2 separate regions of the Zea mays genome follow, and region 1 is linked to region 2. The links are chromatin contacts, called in public Hi-C maps. All regions are on one chromosome and are shown on one strand. Each heading gives the region's core, a stretch centred on a gene start, on an enhancer-like site or on the middle of the called end of the contact. The rest is flanking DNA. Distances are from core to core; before and after follow the strand shown. Region 1 holds the start of LOC100384206. Region 2 has its middle 24 kb from the start of LOC111591033.

Region 1 (7,360 bases), core at 4,792-7,291, 300 kb before region 2:
ATGACCGTGAACTTATCATCAAGTTGTTTAAAAATTGTATAAAACACAAATAAAGTCAAAAAATTATGAAACTTGTCCACATGTCATGATATCATATGTAGAGGCTGTCATAAAAATTTGAAAATGTTTTGAGAAAGTTATGATGCACTACGTGTAGAAACCTATGTAGCCTACACATGAAATCATAGAGTTTTAATGTAGACCGGCTAGGTTTATACACGTAGTGCGTCACAACTTTCTTGAAACATTCTCAAATTTTTATCACAGCCTCTGCATATGATATCATGACATGTGGACAAGTATCCTGATTTTCTGATTTTGTTTGTGTTTTATACAATTTTTAAACAACTGGATGGCAAGTTCACGGTCATGTTTAGTGAGCATGGTGCTCCAAGATTCCGGTCTGTTATTGAAATCGGTCGTAACTTGTGAAATAACATGCATATCATTTTTTCATGCACGATTTTTCATATTTCGAGTGACTTGCAGTTCAAATGTGAATTTTCCGAAGAAATTCAATTAAATGAACTAAATCTATTAGTTATAGAAAACACTTTTATAATTATGTCAAATGGTACATGTAGGTCTACATAGTGTAGGAACATAGCACAAAAAGTTTGGTTGGAAAAAATATTTTGCCGAGTGTCCAAGAATGACACTCGGGACAACACGCTCTGCCGAGTGTCAGGGACCGGTACTCGGCAAAGATAACAGCTGTCAGATATAGACGGCTGCTGACGGTCCTTTGCCGAGTGGTTGGCATTCGGCAAAGTTGTCTTTGCCAAGTATCTTTCTGTGCCGAGAGTCCTTCTCTCGTTAAACGCGGTCATTACCGAGAGCAGAAATTTACCGATTGCAGCACTCGGTAAAGCGCCGATCAATCGACAAAGAGCCGGATTCCGGTAGTGTATGGCTGACCGGACAAGACATAGGCCATCAGAGGGGGAGAGCGGGCAGCGGACGCCTAGCTTTAGGAAAAAAAAACTATTAAAGGCTGATTTGGTGACCCGGGATCCCGGGAGGATCAGAGGGAATTGAGGGGGAAATTAGTTTATTTTCCCTCAATCCCCTCCAATCCTCCCGGGATCCTCTTGTCACCAAATCAACCCTAAAAGGTGTTGTTGCGCAGAGAGGCCAGGAGTTTCTCCTTAGTTCGACCGCCGAGCTCCTCCTCCAAGGCCGCAACTCGGGCCCTGGTGACCTCTTTCCCTTGCTCCAGGATACGGAGGTGGGAGTTTGATTTCACGCTCTCAACTGGAGTCGCACTGCTTGTTTGGAACACATGGTTTAGCCAGTAGCCAATTTGATTCGTATGTGACAAGTACCTTGCATGAATTTTGGTTGGGACATGGTTCTATGGATCCAGGGACATTGAAAAAAAAAATATGCGGCACCAGAATGTAACAGACCCAATATAGTTTACCACCAACTCGAATATAGAAGAGGAATTAGTTCTCTAGATACATGAGGAGAAGGAGTAATCTAGCCTCGAGCGTGATCTCGCCGCCAGTTTCCCGGTTCGTCGTCCAGATGTTCCTCGATGCCCTCTCAGCTACTGTTCTCCTCTTTTTATATTGCTTCCCTTGTTTATCCATGGTCGATATTTGGCCTGTAGTCCAGCCCAAAGACCTTTGCTCGGCCCAATCAGAGCAGTGCGCTGATAGCATTGTGACACAGAAACTTGCCTAGAAGTTAGAACTTGGACACATGGTAGAACGAACAATGGCTTTCAGCTTTCGCACTCTGATGGAATGGAAGCCGGAGCAATTCAGTATGCTCTCCACGAATTGAGAATTTTGGTGGCCTTACCGGCTGGGCCAAGGCGCACGCATGCAATAGTTAATGGACACTTCCCTAGCTAGCTACAGCGACTGCCGACGGCGCGTTGAGATCATCAGATGGATCATTTCCTGACGCGGCGCAGCGCGACGTACGCCAGCAGGCGGTAGCCGAAGAACATGGCGACGAGCGCGGCGACGCAGGCCCCGGGGCCAACCTCGCCGTGGACGGCCTCCGGTGGGAGCAGGCGCTTGAGGTGTCCGCTGTACTGCACGGCGATGAGCAGGCGGTAGCAGTAGTAGGTGAAGGAGGTGTACTTGGTCCAGACCATGAACCGCGGCACGCTGTGCACGTAGAAGCCGCCGGTGAGGAGGTATGCGAGCATGATGACGGTGACCAGCGTGGACGCGCGCTTGGCGTCCATCATGAGTGCGCCGACGGCGAGGCCGAGGCCGCCGGCGACGAGGACGTAGGCCAGGACGACGGCGAGCGTGAGCGCGAACGCGACGGGGGACGGGTTGAGCGCCGCCATGAGGTAGACGACGACGGTGAAGGCGGTGGGCAGGGCGAGCTCCATGGGCAGGTCCCCCGCGGTGCGGGCCAGGAAGTAGGACGAGAGCGCGTACATCCCCGAGGCGCGCTCGCGGGCCAGCACCGGGCGCTCCTGCGGGAACGCGAACACGGCGTTGAAGGAGGCGAAGACGCCCCAGAAGATGGAGGCGAAGAAGAGCAGGCCCAGGCGGTCCTGCACCGCCAGCGGCGACGAGCGCCACCACATGGCGCCCGCCACCAGCGCCGGCGCCATGATCTGGAACACGCGCAGCGACGCGAACGCCTCGTGCCGCCGCTCCTTGAGGCTGCGCCGGAGCAGCACCGTGAACTGGTTGCACCAGCTCGTGCTGCAGCTCTCCGCCGCCTCGCCGCCGCTCTGCACGTGCGGCGGCGGTGGCGGCTCCGCGGCCACGACGGAGGCCTTCACCCTCGGGGCCAGCACCTTGTTGTAGGACGAGATGAGCGACTGCTTCACGCTGCTGCCGCCTTGCTGTTGTGTTGTGACGGCATTGTAGTCTGCCTGGGCGAAACCTGTTCAAAATAAATTTTGAGAAAAATTCTCTTGGAGGCGGGGCCCAGTATAACAATTTCTCATCGAGTATTGCCATGCCATCGTGCTAGCTTTGGTCTGATGTGCTGGTGCACTGAGCTAATGAATGAATAAAAAAAAGAGGTGAGGGTGCCCCCGGCCCAACTCCAAAATAAAGGCAAAAAGGGGGGGCAGAAGAGATCGAAAGTGGCCTAGGCTCCAGAAACAGGGCAATTCTGCAGAGGGAAACGATATGATTCCTCCTGTCTAAAGCCAGCATGAAGCAGGGCATATGTTTCCAAGTCTAGCGTGCATACATATCCAGCGATCGCATGCATATATGTTAAGGTCACTGCCTATCTCGAGCAGCTTTACTCATTCTCACCTCTCGTTCCATCGTCTAAACAGTGCAGTACACAATGGAGAAATAGTGTTTTGACACCCATATGCACCTCTCCTTTATTCCCATTATACATGGATTGTTAAGATTAGAAAAAATTTGGAAAAACTTTAATTTGCTTGGGATTTAAACTTACACAATCTCAGTCAATCCACATATATTGAGAGCTAACCGAACAAGGTCTTAGTTGTGATGGAAGTTTATACCAAAATGTTCGTTCCTATGGATTTTTTTATCTCTCTTCATCAACATAATACCGTGTATTAGCACCATAATAAAAAAAAGAGGCAATTAGTAAAGGAAACCAGATCCAACTAAAAGCTGCCGCGAGTGTCGGAAGATCCATCCGTCATGCACACTCGCCTGTGCTAGACGACCAGGGATGTGTTTGCGTACGTGTTGCGTACTTGGGTTCACAGTAATGTATGGAGCTCATCCGCAACTTTCTCTGTACTATACACTAACAATTAATCGCCTGTGTTTGGACAAAACCAAACCCCATGTTGGTGACTGTCGACGCGCGTCGTTTACGAGTGGCCTATGCCGAAACAGGTCTTGGAAGTTGGAACACAGGGATGCTTTCAACTCGATCTTTGGGTGGTAGTCCGAACTGAGTGGTGATATATATACACACACCTGCGAATATCTATTACTGCATCTATTTTAAATTATAAGTCATTCTGGTTTTTTAGATATATATATATATATATAACTTTTCTCTCTCTCTCTACGTATACCTAAGTATCTAATACGTTGAGGCTAGAATGGTTTAGGATTGAAAAGAACGTGAGCATCTACCATTCCGTGGGAGGAGGAGCCACTGGGGTAGTGTCCTAATTCCCACCTTCAGACCTTCAGTGACAGGTGTCCCTTAGATGTTTTTTTTTTTCAACCTTAAAGTGCTTTGCAGAAAGGAAAAAGAAAGCGAGAGAACACTATGGATGCAAGAGGCACTACTCACCCCCCTCTCTCTCTCCACTCCTTTTTTTTCCTCTCATGCCTCTCTCTCTCTCTTCTTTGTTCGGTGCACTCCACACTCACTCGATGTTTTGCTTGTCTCCGGCCACTTGATGAATCTAGTCCTCACAATTGCAGAAAACGGTAGCAATAAGAACACACCAACACGGACTCTAGCTATAGTACTTCTGACTTCAACGCCACTTTTCCTCTCCATCTTAACACGATGTATATGTATATCTCTTTCTGTTGGTGCATGCCGTCGCTCAATTGCATGCCAGAATTTAGTACTCGATCTATTGATGCATGTCTCTAAGGCTGATTTGGTGACCGAGAATCCCGAGGGGAAGAAATCCTCTTGCTATTCAAAATTGAATTGCAAGGGGATTCCTCCCCCATGGATGCCTAGGGATCCCTAATCACCAAATCAGCCCTAAATGTGTGTTTCAACTCTTTAAAATTCTTCTGATTAGTTAAGACGATGAATAGATCGAAACTGAAACAGCTAGAAGAGAGAGACACGCATGCAAGGCAAAGCTGCAGTAGCCTGTGGCGTAGGCACACGTACATAATACGATGACTCACCATTTGCGAGGTCGAGCATGAAGTCGGCCGGGTTGACGTGGAATCCCGGCGCGAAGCCGACGGACGCGAAGTAGTCCATGGCGTCACGCCCGGCGCCGAAGTAGAGGCAGCTGCCCTCGGCGAGCAGCAGCACGGAGTCGAACATGCGGTAGACGCGGGAGGACGGCTGGTGCACGGACAGGACGACGGAGCGCCCCTTCCGCGCCAGCGCCGACAGCGTCGCCACGAGGCGCGCCGCGGCGGTGGAGTCCAGCCCCGACGTGGGCTCGTCGAGGACCAGCAGGCTCGGGTTCACCAGCAGCTCGTGCCCGATGCTGACGCGCTTGCGCTCGCCCCCGGACACGCCGCGCACGAAGGCGTTCCCGACGATGGTGTCGGCGCACGCGCCCAGGCCCAGCTCGCCGATCACGGCCTCGGCCGCCGCGGCCTTGGCGGCGGCGGGCGCCGACCGCGGCAGCCGCAGCATGGCGCAGAACGCCAGCGTCTCGCGCACCGTCAGGTGCGGGTGCAGCACGTCGTCCTGCGCCACGAACCCCGTGCGCCGCTGCACGGCGCGGCACGGGGGCCGCCCGCCCGCCAGCACCGTCCCGCCGTGGTGCCCCGCCAGGCGGCCCCCCAGTATGGACAGCAGCGTCGACTTGCCGCTCCCCGACGGGCCCAGCACCGCCAGCACCTCCCCGGGCCGCGCCTCGCCGGTGATCCCCTTCAGGATCGTCCGCTCCTCCGGCGCCGCGGCGCCGGAACCGGAGTGCGATATCCGCCCGCCCGGCGCCGCCTTCGAGGACCGCTCCGTCTGCTTCACACGGTACGACACGTCGATGAACTGCAGACAAACGACGACGACGACATGGATGAGGGATTCAGTTCAGTTCACTCCAATGGCGTGTCGAGTGGCCAAGTCGTCCTCTGGCTAGTCGATCCTAGCTAGGTCGCAGCGCAGGCATACGACGTACCTGGAGGTTGAGCGGCGTGCAGACGGCGGTTAAGAAGCAGTCCATCTTGGACGCCGCCGGGGCTGTCATGGCGAGCCCGCCGCTGCTCCCGTGCACGTCTTGGGCGTTAGGAGGCATCGCGCGTGGCAGCTAGCACCCGAACAAAGCAGGAGACCAACGGCTGCAGCAAGAACACAGCAGGATTGGGTGGTGTGGACGGGGACTGGGGATCGAGGTGGCGCCGAATCGGGAGCGCTGCTGCTGGCATGCGCTGCTGTTGCCTGGCGATAGAGGGAGTGTGAGGAGGAGACCGGGGCAGCTAGCAGAGTGATGAGGCGGAAGGCGAGAGGCGGGGCGCGGTATATATGGAGGCGGCCAGGCGCGCGGCGGGTGGTGGTGAGGTCCACCACCCACGTCACGGCGAGGGGGGCACGTGGCGGGAGGTCGGGAGGGCGCGGCGAGTGGAGCGGCGGGCCCACCCGCGGAGCACGGAACGGAACTGAGCGGCTCTTGGACACCGGTCATCCCAGTCCCAGTGCTGTGCAACGGCGGCAGACAACCGGGACACGTTTGCTATATTGCTACACCGGGATGGGGGTTTGCCTTTGCTGGGGAAGGAAGGCCACACCAAATTGTGGCGACTAGTGAGTGGTAGTAGTGGGGCGGCATGTGCACAACCTATAGCAGCAGCCGCTGGCTGTCTCGTGCTCGGATGCTGCTTCGTATCCAGTCCATCTCTTGTTTTCCGTGCAGTAATGCTAGAACCACCTTAGGCTATTATCAATCATTCAATCTAATATTTTATCACAATAAACTGTCATATCATATTGAATTACATAACTGTTCGAACCAAAAGTGAGCGAGCGGACGGTCCGGCCCTGAGGCCGGACGGTCCGCGGTCCGGACGGTCCGCGTCTGTGTGCCGGACGGTCCGCGCGTGCGCAGAACAGATTAGGGTTCCGAGTTTTGTGCTGCGGTTGTTAGCTATATTCGCGGGATTAGCTCGGAATCAGTTGTGTAAAGGGTCCAGCCCCCCCCCCCCTCTATAAATAGAGAGGTCTACGGCCGATTTGTGATCATCAACAATCGAATCAATACAACTTTTATTCGCATTTTATCCTAGGAGTAGTTCTAGTCTAGTTTAGGTTTAGCCACTCGATCCCCAAATTCTCCGCCTCTCCTCGACTCTACGTCGATTAGAGGAGTCTAGGTCGGCCTGCCCGAGCCTAGACAACCCCTAGGATCTCTCCTCCCCGACGGGGTCCCTCCCGGGAGCGAGATCCAGGCGCCGCCGGCGATCTTCCGCCGCCCCTGCGTACGCGCGGACCGTCCAGCCCTAGGGCGCGGACCGTCCGGCCGTCAGGCAGAGAAGCCCTAGCCGCGCACCAGGCCGCGGACCGTCCGGCCCCAGGCCGCGGACAGTCCGCCCCTGCGCAGAGAGTACACCGCGCCTCGCACCAGGCCGCGGACCGTCCGGCCCCACGCGCGGACCGTCCGCCCCTGTGCAGAGAGCACCGCCGCCGGTTCTTCTTGAGTATTTGGCACTCCGAAAAGGCGTCAACATACTTTTTGGCGACTCCGCTGGGGACGACATATCTAAGCTTATCAAATCGGCCCTCAATGGCC
Region 2 (7,820 bases), core at 4,481-6,980:
GGCCGAGACGAGGGCCGAGCCCTGGGGTCGGGCGAGGCGGAGCTTCCTATGGCGCCCAAGGCTGGACTTAGCTGCTGTCAGCCTCACTCTGCCGAGTGACACAGCAGTCGGAGCAACGCAGGCGGCGCTGTTTTCTTGTCAGGCCGGTCAGTGGAGCGGCGAAGTGACTGCGGTCACTTCGGCTCTGTCGACTGAAGAGCGCACGTCAGGATAAGGTGTTAGGCACTCCTTGCATTAAATGCTCCTGCGATATGGTCGGTTGGCGTGGCGATCTGGCCAAGGTTGCTTCTCTGCGAAGACTGGGCCTCGGGCGAGCCGAAGGTGTGTCTGTTGCTTGAGGGGGCCCTCGGGCGAGACGTGAATCCTCCGGGGTCGGCTGCCTTTGCCTGAGGCTGGGCTCGGGCGAGGCGAGATCGTGTCCCTTGAGTGGACTGAGCCTTGACCTTAATCGCGCCCATCAGGCCTTTGCAGCTTTGTGCTGATGGGGGTTACCAGCTGAGATCAGGAGTCTTGGGGGTACCCCTAATTGTGGTCCCCGACACAAATAGAAGATCAATCTTGGGAAGAGGATACTTGTTCTTAATGGTAACCTCATTGAGGGGCCAATAATCTACGCACATCCGTAGTGTTTGATCCTTCTTCTTTACGAAGATAGCTAGGCAGCCCTATGGTGAAGAACTTGGTCTAATAAACCCCTTGTCCATCAATTCTTGTAATTGGGTCTTTAATTCAGCCAACTCATTTGGAGGCATGCGATAAGACCTTCTTGAGATGGGAGCAGCTCCATGCTTCAACTCAATTACAAACTCCACATCCCTCTTAAGGGGTAATCCTGGAAATTCTTCGAGGAACACATCTGAAAATTCACATACTACTGGAATGTCTTGCAACTCCTTTACTACAGCTCCAAAAGCTCTTCCAGTTACTTTGGTTGGGGCAGGCACATGAATTAGCAATCTACTTCCTCCATGGCCAGGGTACAACTAGATAGTTCGTTGGCTAGTATCAATAACAGCATTATTTTGGGCTAACCAATTCATGCCCAAAATGACATCTAAGTCTTGTCCCTTTATGATTATCATGTCGGTGGGGAAACTATGGCCTCCCATTTCTATCACCACCTGGGACACTATTTCCTTAGTGTATAGTCTACCCCTGGGTGACTGTATCATGATACCCCTTGTTGACTCTTCGATGGGTATGCAATGATTTTGAACAAAATTATTACTTATGAAGGTGTGTGATGCGCCAGAATCAAAAAGTATAACTACAGGATGATTGGTGACTGAAAACGTACCCATTAGCACAGGCTCTCCTTCCGGGGTTGTAGCTACTTGCGTGTAATAAACCCGTCCAGTCCTCCTTTCACCTTTGCCTGCCTGGTTGCTTGCTGCAGTATTCTTGCTCTGTCTTGAATTGGTATTTCTCATTGCCCTTTGAAAGTTCTGCTGTTTTGCTTGGGATAGGGGCAATCCTTAATAAAGTGGCCAGTCTTCGCACAATTGAAACAGGCAGTTGATGAACTGGGTAGGGCCGGAAGACGAGTATCAAGGGCACCCGGCTGAGCAGTCTTAGTGGGAACAGTAGATGGGCGAATAAAAAATGGCTATTTAAATGGATATGAGGGTGGACGAGGAGAAGCACGATTCTGATTGAAGGGACGGATAACAAATCTTGTTCGCTTCTCAGGGCCCCAAGACGATCCTTCTCTACCTTCACGTCCAAATCTCTTTGTTTTTCCTTGTCCTAGGTTCTTGGCTTCTACAGATATTGCTGTACTCACGGCTTGGGTGAAGGTGAGACCCAAGCACGCAGCCATCTTCCTTTGCAATCGGTCATTCAGGCCTCTCATGAAGCAATTTATTTTCTTCAGATCTGTATTCACTTGGTCTATAGCATACTGGGATAAGTGATTAAACTTTGCAAGGTATTGCATCACGGTGTCATTACCATGCCTTAGCTGCACAAATTCCTCAAACTTCATTTGCAAAACGTCGTCTGGAATATAATGGTCTCTGAAGGCCAGCTTGAATTCAGCCCAGGTGACGACATGATCTTCTGGTTGTATGGCGACAAAATTCGCCCACCATGTACTTGCGGGACCTCGCAGCTGCTGGGCGGCGAACAGAAGCTTCTGAGTTTCGTTACAATGGATTAGACCGAACTTTTGCTCCATGACATGGAGCCATTCATCCGCTTCCAGAGGTTCTTCTGCCTTCACAAAGACAGGTGGACGAGTTTCCAAAAAGTTCGCATAGGTGGTTTCTCTGGGCATATGATTTGGTCCACGGCCCCCATGCTAGTTGTTCTGATTCCCCGCCATCTCACGGAGAAGTCTAGCATTATCAGCCGTTGCATTTAACAATGCAGCAATGGCCTCGGCCAATGTTGGAGGCACAAGTGGTGGAATGGGAGCTTCCTCCCCTCCCCCACGAGAGGTTCCAGCTTCATCCTGCCCTCGAGTTCTCATTGGCATCTGAAGAGAAAGAAAAAAACACACTTTATTATTACACCATAACAACTACAGTCCTTTGTTACATTATTCAACCCTTACTTAATACAGACTCTAGTCTCAAACCAAACTTACTGTCCTTTTATAACTTAAATAGGAAAAGAAACAACCTACTACAATACTATTCTAACCCTACACGCCGTTCACCGTACGGAACCCTGCATAGGTTTCGGAAGGACATCCCTCTTCATGATCCACTAGAGGAGGAGCAGCAGGGATGTTCATGATGTCCTCCAGTCCTCCCTCACCGGCTTGTGGAGCACCAGCTTCCACTGCAGCATTCTCAGGCGGTACGTATGGGTGCAGTTGGTCGTACAACACGTACACACCCTCATGCAGAACGTTGTATCACACCTGTAGATCTTCCAAGGCCACACGCAGCTCATCCACTCGGTTTTGAGCAGCTGCTTCACAATTCCATGCTATGGATCGGGAGCTTGTGGCACAATCTATGGCGTCATCCTGCTTCCTAACCTCCATTTGCAGACGCTCAACCTCCCTTGTCAGCTCTGCAATGCGACGATTAGCATTTGTTCGCTCCCGACTACTGTGCCTAAGTTCAGTGGAGAGTCGCTGCACCCTTGCCTCCAGTTTCCCTATGGGGTCATTACTCCCACTGCTGCTTCCTTCATGGCGGGGAGCTAGCTGATGACGAGGGACACCCCGTGGTCTAGCAGCCTTCCGTTGTGTGGTCTTGATGCGTGCCATTTACTAAAAGCTAGAGGGAAAGGTATTTAATATTATGTAAACATGATGCATGCTTTGTCCTACTATCATACGAATCAACTAACTATTGATACCATATATTCCCACTATATATAGAACCTATTATTTTGCACTCTGACACCCATCTTCCTAGAGGGTAAGTTACTACCAGAATAGATCAAGGTTAGAATGAAAGAAAGGAAAGTTCTTTAAAACATTTTGAAGTACAAAGTAATGTCTTAAGATATGGGTATTCGCTCCGATACCAGCTGCGGTGGAACCTCCCAAGATATTAGGCCCACCTGCACCTGTCCTGGTCCCCAAGGACCTCAAACAGCCGCGCAGATGCACCTAACAGCTTGTTAGGACCTGGATCTTGCACCTTCTTCTTCATCTCCCGAGAACGATTTACCCAGATCGCAGACATTACAACATAATCGGAGAATACGCGGAAACATATATAATAACTTAGTTCATACACATTTATTTAAGTAGTAAGATAGAGAGTACTTATTACAATATACTAAAAACTTATTACATAACGAGAAGGTTTCAGCTTTCCAACCTACAGCCTCACGGTTCCTCTTCATGTTTGGGAACCACCTTAGTGCAGAAGCAACAAAAATCCACGAGCTCTTCACCTAAAACAACATGGGCAAAGCCCTGAGTACGAAATGTACTTCCGCAAGTCTTACCCAACAAAATAAAAAGACTCTCAAGGACATGCTGGCTAATTAGGAATCAAGGTAAGGCTCATCAAAAATCAAGGACTCATTTTGCATAAAAGCTTACTAAAGTTGGTCCTTAAGCTTTCATTTTATTACCAAGATAAATAATTTCCTGAATCTAGATTAGCCTAGTCTAGAGCAATCACTTGGCCTAATCTAGCTTTCTTTTATTACTTCCCTTCAATTCATCTATAACTTCTTGATCTACGGTAGTAAGTCGTAGAGTAGAGTCTCCTTAACCAAGGAGTACCGACGATTCGAACCGATTGAACCTAGCTGGGGATCCCTAACCACACGACATATGTAGCACTTAACCCTTGCATATGCCAACCTGCACCCGGGTTTCTCAAGACCAGAACGGGTTCCCGCGACCCGAGAGTACAGATCACCCCACCGTCCAGCCTCTTGCCACGGAGGGTACAAGCTACTCTCGCCATCTCCCATGCCCAGTGTGGGCGAGCTGTTCTGGTATTGGTCCAGCCAAGATTAGGCTTACCCTGTCCCATACCAGGGCATGTGGATAGTTAAAAATTCTCTACTTACTGGCCTACGGCGGACGGTCCTTAATCGACATAGACGGAGACACTACACCGAGACTCTCTTCTCGTGCAAGTCACCCGCCCGGTCTCAATTTATCCAAACCTTTTTCCCATTTTTGGTACCCGATAGGGGTACTCTTTTCCAATGATGAACCCATCAACGTCTTGATGAATCCATCACCATAAGTTTGTTTTTATTTTTCAAACAAAAACCCATAACCAGTGTAACACATCATTCTTTTATAAAAACAAATCATTTTTAAGTTCCTAAGCAGGGCTAAGCATTCTCAATTCTTTTTATAAAACAGGGATCATGAAATTTCCAAGGAAAGGTAATGCATCAATTTTTTTATCACACAACTCCTATCACCTAATGCATCATAACAAGTGAGAAAAGCTTTTTAAACAACAAGGAAGGGGTAAATGCACTGGGGCTTGCCTTCCGTTTCCAGAAAGACTGGTCCTTCTCCACAAATGTCAAAATAGAGATTTTCTTCTACTTAAGGCCCTTCTGGTTGAGAGACAGCTTCTTCTTCTACTAATACATCCCCTTCGTGCTCTATTCGAAGTACAACATATGGATGCTTATGGTATGCCATGAATATGCAATTTATAATAAGGAAACAAGAAATACTTTTCTTAAGAATAACTTTTCTTCATGGTGCTTATGAACCATGAGAGCTATCGGACAATAAGCCTTTTTAAGCCTAGCATAACTATTACTATGCAGTGGCCAAGCTTAGCAAATCTTAACATTCTTATTTGAGCTTTTGGAACCTAATTTTTCTCTTTTTTAAAAAAAATGGGTGTTCTCTTGGGTTATAACTGGTTTTCTGATTAAACAGTGCCCAAACCAGTTCAAACTTCACCTAAGGTTTTTAATAAATATATCAAGCTCACTCAAAGGTTTTCATGATTTTTGGAATTCCTAATACTCTTTTAAAATTCTTAAAAGCCTTTTCCAAGTACTTTTAAATATTAGATAATCTACTGGTTACAAGAAAAATCCTAAAACTATTTTTAATAAATTCTACTAGAATTTAGACATCTAGCAAAATTGGTTTCATATTTTTACCATTTTTTTACTATTTTCTATAGATTTTGCAAGCTACCAGAAAAAGAAATGGAGAAACAATGAATAGTACTGGACCGAATCGGGCACGAGTCGGCCCACGGAAAGCAGAAGCGCGCGCCCGCGCTCGCGTCAGCGCGACTTTGCAGAAACACCCGCAACAGTTCAGCTATTCAATAAAGAGTCCTAGATACTATTCCCTGTGTCGCTGACTTCTTCACTTAAACCCTCCGCTTTTCTATTCTTCTCAAGCGCTGGTCCCCGGACTCTGGTCGAACACCTGGCCGGACCGCGCGCGCTCATCGCCGGCGACCCCTAACAACGGTAGCAAGCACACAGGCACCATCCTAGAGGCTTCCTGGACATGCCACCGAGACTATTTCGACGAGCCCGCGCCTAGAGCTTGTTTGCTCGCGACGCCGGCGGAACCAGTACTCCGGCGAGTTCGTTCCGAGCAACAGAACGTGGTAGCGTTTAGAATAAGGGTAGGGAGAGCATCACTGGCTCACCAGAGGCGCGATACACACACGAATTTGAACGGAGCAAGTACTAAAGAGCCCGTCAACGTTCGGGGCGTTCACGGCGGCGTTCCCGGATGACAACGTAGTGTTCTCGGAGTTTTGTAGTGATAGCGTTCAATTGGCCGGGCCCATGAGCATCTAGAGACCATAAGAATACTAAAACGAAACGCAGAGTAGGATTTAACCTGGATCACTTTGGCCACGGCGAAGCTACACTCGGCGGCGTTGATGACCGTGTTCGGGAAAATCCGGTGACTGTGGGCTACGGGGAATGAAAAGAGCTAGCTGAGGGTGGGTTGGGCGCGTAACAAAGAGACGGAGTCGGGAGTGCCTTCAATTTAAAGGTCCCGGTCGGGCTTATCACGAATTTTGATTGGGGATCAGTTCACGGCGGCCTGGATATTTTACGGTGACTTGCTCACCGTGGCGTGCGAGGAGGAAATGGTTCGGGGGGGGGGGGGGGGGGGGGGGGGGGGTAACTGACGGCTTGCCACAACCTTTACGACGTGGAGAATGCCTTGCTGTGTGGCACGACCGAGTGAAACGGCAAGCTCCAGTGATGCCAACTTGGCCGACCGCGCGGGCAAGTGGGCATGACGGCCGGACCAGCTTGCGACCGAATTCACCCCACCACTGATCTTTTCACCCTTCCCCAGTGTTATCCACTCCTCACTAAGCATGAATCTCCCAGGAAAAACTCGGATCCCAGCGTGAATTCACCGGCGGCGGGTGCACTACACCTGTGATCTTCTTCAGACCACTGTTCACTCTGAATTTCCCTTCGAAGTCGCCTGACAACACATGTTTGAGACACTTTTACTCCCTGCTCTAGGCAGTAACACAGCTACCTTCCTTTGACAAAGTTGTACTCCAATATATGGTCTCCAACCTTGTCACAGTGACCTAAGTCTTAACTCCACTGGATTAGTCACAACCTGGCTCCAAAGTTGATCCAATGTCACTGATCATCCAATTTTCAGATTGTTTTAGTATGACAACTCAACTTTGATGATGTTTTACACTGTGTTCCATATGGTTCTAGGGCTAAGTCCCTGACATAACTTTATACTACTATAGTAGCTCTACATCTTTGCTATTATGGTCCTTATCAAAATGTTTATGGATTCCAAGTTGCAAAGGTCCAAAGATGAGTAAAACACACTATTTCAGGGTTGCTACTCTAGGAGTGTTGGTGGAACATTGCATTGTACCCTAATTTTTACTACTAAACTTGGAAATCTCCAAATATAAAACTTGCTTAGTTTTTGTTACTCTACAACTTTAGTATATAAAACTTTGGCAAAAACTGGCCAGAACTCAAAATCCTTTCTAGGGTACTAATTAGGGATTCTGGGCTCAAAATCACTTTCCATAGATCTCATCTCTTCAACCCTCTTACCCCTTGGGCACCACCACCCAACTTAGCAAGACCGCTTCTTTATCCTTAAAAGTATGGAGTCAACATGCTACTAGCTCACGGTAATTCTATCTCTCCTACCCATTTAAGCATTAGACTTAAGCTAAGTCCTATACACAAACAACATCACATCACCCATTTTTTTGTGATTTTACCTAGTGAATGCAATCTAAATATATCACAAGCAATGAAATGCCCATGCATATGATGCCATGTCAGTGTTTTAGTTCTCGTAAAACCAGGGGTGTTACAGTTATGTCTGACGGTCTCCTAGGATTTTAACCGACGGCCTCTGCCCGCACCGTTTCATTCTGTCTCCTGCTCCC

Evidence for each region. A called contact is a pair of places that touch in the nucleus more often than the background predicts.
Region 1: a contact with region 2 is called in a Hi-C map of tassel, with 4 times the contacts expected there. The contact joins the promoter of LOC100384206 here to the enhancer-like site in region 2. A contact is called at or near these places in 3 of 25 Hi-C or Micro-C datasets (leaf and tassel).

What each region holds. Positions count from the first base shown.
Region 1 is chr2:137,216,795-137,224,154 of Zm-B73-REFERENCE-NAM-5.0, reverse strand. It overlaps LOC100384206, which reads right to left and starts at 6,041. Exons shown (of 3, transcript NM_001357510.1): 1 at 5,756-6,041; 2 at 4,803-5,625; 3 at 1,684-2,862. The coding sequence starts at 5,872. The coding sequence ends at 1,904.
Region 2 is chr2:136,918,886-136,926,705 of Zm-B73-REFERENCE-NAM-5.0, reverse strand. No RefSeq gene overlaps it. Among protein-coding and RNA genes, the nearest start is that of LOC111591033, 24 kb to the right of the region's middle. Within about 2 kb of position 5,730, at least 12 of the 20 cell types and tissues checked have an H3K27ac peak or open chromatin away from gene starts, as enhancers often do. A contact at or near this core is called in leaf and tassel, where this site is marked.